2 separate regions of the Canis lupus genome follow, and region 2 is linked to region 1. The links are chromatin contacts, called in public Hi-C maps. All regions are on one chromosome and are shown on one strand. The core of a region is the stretch at or near the end of the contact, and the rest is flanking DNA. Distances in the headings are between cores, read along the strand shown.

Region 1 (4,342 bases), core at 1,237-3,736:
AACCCCTGCGCCACCCAGGGATCCCTCCTTTTTTTTTTTTCTTAATAAAATACCTCTTTTTACTAGAAAATAATATACACTCATTTCCAGAAAGGGCTCAACAATACAGGAAACATACCTGTGGAATTCACCACCTGAAATCCTACCACCTCCAGGTGACCACAGTTAGCACTGCCACGTGCCCTTCTGCACAGCTGCAGGGAACCAGTTATGCAGGCTGTTGTCTAACCAGCTGTTTTCACTCAACAATATGTCATGGACATTTTTCCATGCCAATTATTCCCAATCTACATCACCATTTAAGTGGCTGGAGAGTATTCCATTATACGGATGTACTCTAAATTAATCAAATCCCCATTGATAAACATTTAGTGTTGCGGTCAAGGGCACAGATTCTGGAGCCCAACGGTCCAAGCATAAATCCTGGCTCTCCCACTGGCTGACTGGGCGATCTTCACTGGGAATCCAACCTCTGAGTGCAGGTTCCTTCTCTATAAAACGGGGTTATTAGTAATACCCACTGCGGAGGGATATTGTGAGCAGATGTCTGCAAAACATTTTTTAAAAGATTTTATTTATTTGTTCATGAGAGACACACAGAGAGGCGGAGTATACATAGGCAGAGGGAGAAGCAGGCTCCTCTCAGGGAGCCAAATGCGGAACTTGATCCCAGGACCCCCAGATCATGACATGAGCCAAAGGCAGATGCTAAACCGCTGAGCCAGAGAGGCGTCCCTCCACAAAACATTTATAACCGTTTCCAGCACAGAGTAGATGCTCAATTACGGCCAACTGTTGTTGCTGTCACAAGCAGGTCTGTGACCATCATCTGGATACGTACTCCCCGTTACCTACCTGGGATAAAACTGAGAGAAGTAGAGTGAGATAGCCAAACGGTGAGCATACTGAAGATTTATTTATTTATTTATTTATTATTTATTTATTTATTATAGTCAGAGAGAGAGAGAGAGAGAGAGAGGCAGAGACACAGGCAGAGGGAGAAGCAGGCTCCATGCAGGGAGCCCGACGTGGGGCCCGATCCCGGGACTCCAGGATCGCGCCCTGGGCCAAAGGCAGGCGCCAAACCGCTGCGCCACCCCGGGACCCCCCACACTGAAGATCTTGACGACTGTGGTCCGCCTCAGTGGGTGGGCCGGGGGCCTGAGGTGGGCAGGAGGCCGGAGCGGGGCGGCCGCGGCCTGCTGGCCCAGGGCGCCCCGAGACCCTGGCACGGCGTCCGCGCGCAGCCAGCGGGACCTCCCGCCTTGCCCAAGCCTCTGGATGGCCTCCCGGAACGCGAAGCCGTAGGAAGATTAACCGGTCAGCCTCTCTCACTTTGATTTCTAGAAGGAAAACTAGAGTCGGGGCCATATTTGAAAATATAGGTCAAATCTCGGTTTCTGCGGTGACCGAGCACCGCGGGCCCCCGGCGACGCCCTCCGTCGGGGCTGATGCCCGGGTCCCGAGCCCCGGCAGCCGGGCCTGGCTCCCCTCGGGCCGCGCCCCCAGCCCGGCTCGGGGGCCCCGCGGGGTCGCGGGGGGACTGCAGGGCGCGCTGCCGGGGCTCCCCGGCCCTCCCCTTCCGGGGGCGGGCGGCGGGCGCCGCGGTGCTGCCCGGGGGGCGCGGGGCGGGGGGTGCCCAGGGGGTGCCCAGGGGGCGCCCCGCCTGGGCCCGGGCCGTGCCCGCCCGAGCAGGGGGGGGAGCGCCGCCCGCCACGGGGACAATGCGGTGGGTTGTTGCGCCGACCGTCCGCCGCGTCCCGGACCGTCCTTTCCACGCCCCTGGGCCTGACCGCCGCAGGCCCGCCAGCCGAGGGAAGCGCCCCCTTATTTGGTCTTGGAAAGAAAGGGGAAAGGTTATCCTCGGATGCCTGCGGCGTTGGGTCATCGGCCCGCGGCGGCTGGCGGCTCCCGCTGTGGTGCCGTCTCCCGCCGGCAGGTGGCGGTGCCGGGCAGCGCCGCGCGGAGGCGCCCGAAGCGGTAAACAAGCCCGGGGTTCCGGTACCGCGGTCTCCGGGGCTTCTTTTGTGTGCGCGCCGGGGCGGGGGCGGGGGCGGGGGCGGGGGCGGCGGCGGCGGCGGCCGGGGGCGGGGGCAGGGCGCGAGAGGAAGAAAACAACGCCTTTTTTATTTTATTTTATTTTTTTTTAACAACGCCTTTTTTAATGCGACAGTCGAAGCCGCAACATCGGAAGATGGGCTTCGGTGGAGGGTGTGACTTTGCCGTGCAGGTTTCATGTGACCCGTTTGCTGCGGCAGCGGCGGGTGCGGGCGTCCCTTTCAGGGGCCGCCGGGATGCAAATTGCGTGAGGAAGGTCGGTGGGCTGCTCCAGGAAGCTTAGCAGCGCCGGGGGCCCCTTTCTTTGCGCGCCCCGCCCCCCCGCCCGCTCGGCGGCGTCCCAGGTGAGCGGGCGGCGGAGCGGCCCCGACCGCGGCCCCGACCCCGGCCCCCGCCCCCGCCCCGGCCCCCGCCCCGGCCCCGGCCCCGGCCCGTCGGCGGCGCTGCAGGGAGGCGGGGGCTGGCCCGGCGCGCCCCGCTGTGCCGATCGTCACAACGCGTCAGCCGCGCAGAAGTGACCCTCGCCGGGCTCCGCCTCGCTCCCAGAGGCTCAGGTCACACAGACAAAGCTGGGATTTGAACCGTGGTCCTTCACACTTCAAAGCCAGGGCCTGGCCCATCTTTAGGAGCCCAATGACCTCGCCAGTGACCCTCCGAATAAAAGCTCCAGTAAAGATGTGTCATTCTCCGAAGATCTTTTAAAAAGAACCCAAACAGGAGCATGATTTGCATTTCCCCAGCAAGACAGGCGAAAGCTACCACCTGTGGAGGTGAGGCTGGTGGCTGCAGGTGCTCCCCAGGGGCGGGACCGAGCCCCGAGATCCGGGGAGGCAGGGGGCGTTAGCTTCTGCTTTAAGGCCTCGCGGCGGGGGCGGGGGCGGGGGCGGTTCTGGGGCAGCCGCTGCTAGTACCTGATGCTACACAGAGGGCCCCAAAGAGGGGCCTGCAGGGTGAGGGCGGGGGGAAAAGCTGTTGCTAACTTCAATTTTCCATTTGGGGCGATTGGTAGGGGCCCTTTTGTTTGGCTGGGCGTCCCACCTGAAACAACTCTGCCCCTTCCCAGGGTTCATTCCATCTGCTTCCTGGGGAGAAGGGGGCAATAATTTTCACCCAGAAGACCAGTTTTGGGTTTCCTCATCTGGAGATAAACTAATTTTCCAGGCCACACAATTACAGGTAACTTTTTAAAGAGTCAATGGAGTAACAGTTTCATGCTTGATGAACTGGTGCCAGGTTTTCTTCTTTTTCTTTTTCTTTTCTTTTTTTTTTTTAAAGAAAGTTTGTGTGAATAAAGTTATATCCAAGAAATGTGTTTTTTCCTCTATCTCCCTCTTCATGAAATCGTAAAAGAGAGAAAGCTGCTTCTTCCAATTTTGGGGGGTTTCCAGGTTTCCAAGAAGCTTTGCTACATAGTATACTTCTCCTGGAAAATTAGAGCAAGAAAATCTTGTAGACCATTTCTTTTCCAGTCAGTGTTTTATTGGTCCCCAGCTTCAGTGAGAACAAGCGCTGTCTGGGTTTGCCCTGACATCCAGAGCTCAAGTCTTCATTACAGGAGCCAGAGAGGGTCCTTGACAGGATCAGGAATGTGGCAGCCACGACTACTGTCTTGTCCCTTGCCAGATCGGCTAGCACCCCATCCAGCCGTGTCCTGTAAGTCCCCACTCTGCACTCCTCCTGCAGTGCTTCCCACCATTAAACTCCCAAGTCTCCATTTGGTTCCATTCAGTTGCTTGGATTCTGCTCTCTGACTGTGTCTTGAGGCAGGTGGAGTCCAAGGGACACTTTACCACACTTGGGAGGGGAAGTTATAACTGAATCCTTGATGTCTCATCATCTCAGGGACTGCCCTGTTTAGAGGGGCAGTGGCACCCTGCTACCCAGCAAGGCCCGAGGAAGAGTAACCCAGCCTTGGCTGTGCCCCTTAATCTCTTTGCTCCAGCTATTGGGAGGATTGGATGATTTTCTCATATGCAAAGAGCTGAAGACAGTGGCCCATGGGGAGCACGCTAGGGCATACCTCTCAGGGTGGTTGCCGTGGGGGGAGGGGCATTAAGTGAAATAATGCTTGTAAAACCTTTATCCCAGAGCCTGGCATCCAGAAGGGGATCAATAAATGTCTAGGGAGTAGTATAATCAGCTACCTCTGTTTGAGTGCCAGCTGGAGGCGACAGATTACTCAAGGCTTTTTACGTACATGCCTGAATCCTTACAGAAAACCTAGGATGTAGATAGTTATTGCATGTAGAAGGAATTCAGAATCAGAGAGGTTAAGCAAATTACT
Region 2 (4,342 bases), core at 1,118-3,617, 130 kb after region 1:
TGGTGTTGGTTTCTAGTCACTTGCGTAGCAAACGAAACTAGAGAGGCGTGTTCGGGAGGACCCGAGGCAGGTGCGGGTGGGTTTCCGCAGTGACCACGGATCGCGCGCGCGTGCGGCACGCTCCCGGGTCCCGACACCAGCCGGGAGACCCGGGCGAGCCCCGGCCCCGGCCCCGGCCCCCCCCGCCCCGCCCCTCGGGGGCCCCTCGGACACGCCCCCCGCCCCCACCCCGGGGCCCCGCAGTCCCGCGCGGTGCACGCGCCTCGGTCGCTCCCCGCAGCCGCCCACGTGGAGGAGCCCGGAGCCGCGTGCGGCCGCGAGGAGCGCCCGGGGCGGGCTGCGGGTCGTGGAGGCCCGGCCAGCGCGACCCAGCCCCGCCAGCCCCCTGTCCGGGCCCCCACATTTCCTCTCCCGAAGGGAGGCGACTCTCCGCCGGCCGGCCCTCCCCGGCGCCTGCCGCGCCCCCTGGCGGCCGCCGCGGGGACGCGCCCTGGGCACGCGGGGCAGCCTGTCTGGGCCCCCCTTCCCCCGCTCGGGGCCCGCGGCGGACGGCGGGCTGTCTCCCCTGGCGCCCCTGGGCCAAGCCACGCGGGCCGCGCCCTTCCTTCAGCTCCCCGCAAGCCTCAGAACTCCGAGCTCCCTGGTCGGGAGGCCGCGGCCGTCCCCGCCTGGCGTGAAAGTGCCTGCTCTAGTAGCTCGGGGGTCCCCTTTCTCCCAGGTGTGCCCCTCCCGCCACATTCGGGCTTTCCAGCACGCCGCGAAAAAAATGCCGCATGCACGCACTTATTTATTTATTTTTGCAACAGCTGCAAGAAACAATGAAGCTTTTCAAGAACCCGGGAAACGCGCTTTTCAGCCGCGCTGTTGTTGTCAATGAACCCCTCCGGCCCCGCACGGCCCGCTCACCCCGCCCCCTCCGGCCCCCTCCCCTCCCCTCCTCCTCTGCTCCCCAGCCTGCCCCTCCGCCGAGCCCGGGCCGGCGCCGGGGGCATTGTTTTTGGAGTCTTGCGGGAGGGGAGGGCGCGTGCAGGGTGGCCGGCGCAGTGCGGGTGGGGGCGAGAGCGTGTGGGCGCGCGCGCGCGGGTGCCGGCGCGGGCGCGGGCGCGGGCGCGGGCGGGGGGCGGGGGGCGGGGGCGGCGCCTCGCAGCCTCGCACCCCACGCCCGGGCTCCGCTCCGCACGTCCCGGGAATCCCGGGCTCCGGCTCTTGGCGCGCGCCGGCCTGGGCCGGGCCCTGGGCGCGCCGCGGCTGCGGCTGTGGCCGCTCCGAAGTGCGCGCGAGAGCGTGTGCGCGGCCCCGAGAGTTCGCGCGCGCGAGCCCCCAGTGTGTGGCAGCGGCGGCGGCGGCGGCGGCGGCAGCGGCGCGGCGAGGCTGAGGCTCTTGTTTACCAGCATTAACTCCGCTGAGCGGAAAAAAAAAAAAAAAAAAAAAAAAAAAAGAAAAAAAAAAAGAAAAAACCCGAGGAGGAGCGAGCGCACCAGGCGAACTCGAGAGAGGCGAGCGAGCGAGAGGGACGCCGCCAGCTCGCCTGCCCCCGGCGCGCCCGTGCCCAGCGCTTGCAGACCCTCGGCCCCGCTCCCGGGCCCGGGCCCTCCACGCCCCTCCCGCGCGAGGGGAGCTGCACGGCGCGTGGCGCGCCTCGGCTTTGACCTTCAGCGAGCCGGAGCCCCCGCGCGCGGAGCCGGCGGCAGCGGGGGCCGGGCGGGCGGCGGCGGGCGGCGGCGGGGGCCGGCGGGGGCCGGGCGGGGGCCGGCGCGGAGCCCGGGCGGCGCGGCGGGAGTGCTGAGCGCGGCGCGGCCGGCCCGCCGCTTTGTGTGTGTTCTGGATTTGGGAAGGAGCTCGCGGCGGCGGCGGCGGCGGCGGCGGCGGCGGCGCTGAGGGAGGAGGCGGCGGCGAGCGGAGGAGGAGGGGGAGCCGCTCATTCATTTTTACTCCGCATTTCTGCCCCCGGCCGGCCTCGCCCGCGACCCGGACTTCGGGGCGGTCTCGCCAACTGCGTCGCGCCCTCCCGCCGCGGAGGCTCGGCTGTCGGACGGCCACCCCTCCGCCTGGGGTCGGGTTTGTTTTTCTCCGCCGAGACGAATTTGGGCTTTGCCCCCTTTCCGTGCAGTTTCCCCCCCTCCTGCCTCTCTGGGTTTGAAAATGGAGGCCGACGACGCCGACAGCCCGCCCCGGAGCGCCTCGGGTTCCCGACTCCGCCGAGCCCTGGGCCGAGGCTGCCGGCGCTGAGGGGCCGCCCCGGCCGCCGCCCGCCCGCCCCGCGCCCGGAGGGTCCCCGGCCGGCGCCGCCTGCCGAGTATTGTTTCCTTCGCCCGTTTTGGGGGGGGGGGGGGCGAAGACTGAGTTGGAGACTTTTTCTTTCCCGTTTTTTTTTTTTTTTTTCCTGTTTCTTTTTCCTTTTCCTTTTTTTTTCTTTTTTTTTTTAAAGAAAAAAAAATTTTTTTTGAGAGAGGGGAATTTCGTCCCAAATAAAAGGAATGAAGTCTGGCTCCGGAGGAGGGTCCCCGACCTCGCTGTGGGGGCTCGTGTTTCTCTCCGCCGCGCTGTCGCTCTGGCCGACGAGTGGAGAAAGTGAGTATGTGCCCGCCGCCCGCGGCCACTGCGGGAACTTTCCCTCCGAGGGGCTGCGCCCTGTTTGCGAAACCCGAGTTGCCGCGGTCGCAGCTGTCGGGCCCGGGGGTGTGCGGGGCTCGGCGCGCCCTCGCGCGGGAAGGGCCGCCTCGCGGGCCGCGGGTCTCGGTCTCGGGTGTCGGTCTCGGGTGTCGGTCTCGGGCGGCGCTCGTTGCCCCGCGGCCCAGCCCGCGCCGGGACTCCGTCGGGGAAGTTCGCGCCGGCCCGGGCCCCGCCGCGCACACCCCCCACCCGGCCCCGCGCGGCGCGCAGACGGCGGTGACAGCTCCCGCGCGGCGGGGGCCGGGCTGCGGGGCGGGGGCGCTCCGGGAGAGGCCCCGCAGCCCCGGGACACGTTTCCAGCCTCCCGGCGCGGCTCTCGCAGCCGGCGCGCTCTGCCCCTCGGGCGGTGTGGGTTCCTGGCCCGCCCTTCCCGTCACTTTGGTCCGCTCGTCGGCGCGTTCCCCAGCTGCTCGGTGCGTGCGGCCGCGGGGTTGGGGGCAGGCCTCCCGCTTGGGAACCCCCTCCTCCCCTGCAAGGTCGGGGGTCTGCATCGTCCAGGCCTTCCCGGGGAGCGCGTCCACAGGGTCCTGGGACTCTGCGCAGCCCGGGGGCTCCCCGGCGGCGGACGCCTCTCCTGGGTCCCGGCGGGGCTGGGTGTGCGGTCGGAGCCGCCGTGCGTCCGCACCCACGTGCTCGGACGCGGGGCCGCTCGGGCACACCTGGGCGCCCGGCCCTGGGCGCGGGGTGTGGTGCGCGGAGCCGCGGGGGCGGCGGGGGCGGCGGGGGCGGCGGGGGCGGGCGGGGGACGCGACGGGGTTTTGTTCTGGGTTCGTGGCCGGAGTTGTGCGGCACTACCTCCCCCGCCCCGCACTTCCTTTGTACGAAGTTAATAAGCAGTATCGCTCCACACGCGCTATCACTTGCAATCTGATAGCTTTTGCTTTGGGAGCGTGGGACAGGGGTAGGGAAGTGCGAGCGAGCGAGGGAGGACTTAGGGCCCCACGGTGAGTGCAGGGAGGAGACGGGAGGGGGCTCCGGACTCCGAAAAGCCTGAAGCGTGCTTTACTGACCTATTGGCGGTGGTAGGGTAATTTGAGCACGATTAAACTTTACATGCAGTCGGAGAACCGGGGCTGGGAACGGTGAGGGTGTGTTGGTGAGTAATGTTTGCCGACGGTATGCAGGTGGTGCCAATTAGCTTTGAAAAAAAATCACGACTGAGCCTCGAAGAGCGAGGGGGGGAATCGGGAGGCGGCGGCGGGGGGGTGGGGCGCGATTCGGAAGGGCTGTTTGTGTAAACAGTCCCTTCTTTAAGTGTTTTGTAAGAAATGAGTCCATGATGGAGTAAGAGGAGATTTCTTTTAAAGAATTAGTGTTTACTACATGGAGTAAGCCTCAGATTGAGGCCGGACCTTCCCCAAATCTGAGCTCTCCTGCTCTTTGTTTTCTAAACTTTCGGCTCCCTGGATTGGACGAAAGGCTTTCGGCTCCCTTCTAAGGATTACAGATGGTGTTTGGGGGGACAGGAGAGGGTTTCTAGCCTCTAAAAGCTAACTACAGTTGAGAAGCCACAGGAGAGCCAATCCATTCTTTTTATGGCATGCTACTGAAACGCGTGATGTCTCTAGTTTTTTTTAATGTTAGTAAGTTCCGAAATTCACGACACCAGGGATGGCCCTGCTTCTCGAGGAAGGAGTCGGGCATTTTAAAATAGGATGTCTTCTTGTTT

Evidence for each region. A called contact is a pair of places that touch in the nucleus more often than the background predicts.
Region 2: a Hi-C map of blood shows a contact between it and region 1, with 4 times the contacts expected there. The contact joins the promoter of IGF1R here to the promoter of LOC111094852 in region 1. A contact is called at or near these places in 4 of 9 Hi-C or Micro-C datasets (amygdala, blood and liver).

What each region holds. Positions count from the first base shown.
Region 1 is chr3:42,042,503-42,046,844 of UU_Cfam_GSD_1.0, forward strand. LOC111094852 reads left to right here and starts at 2,487. Exons shown (of 6, transcript XR_005356932.1): 1 at 2,487-2,828; 2 at 3,122-3,234.
Region 2 is chr3:42,177,189-42,181,530 of UU_Cfam_GSD_1.0, forward strand. IGF1R (insulin-like growth factor 1 receptor) reads left to right here and starts at 2,368. Exons shown (of 22, transcript XM_038532717.1): 1 at 2,368-2,571. The coding sequence starts at 2,478. LOC119870777 (a long non-coding RNA gene) reads right to left here and starts at 161. Exons shown (of 3, transcript XR_005356345.1): 1 at 1-161.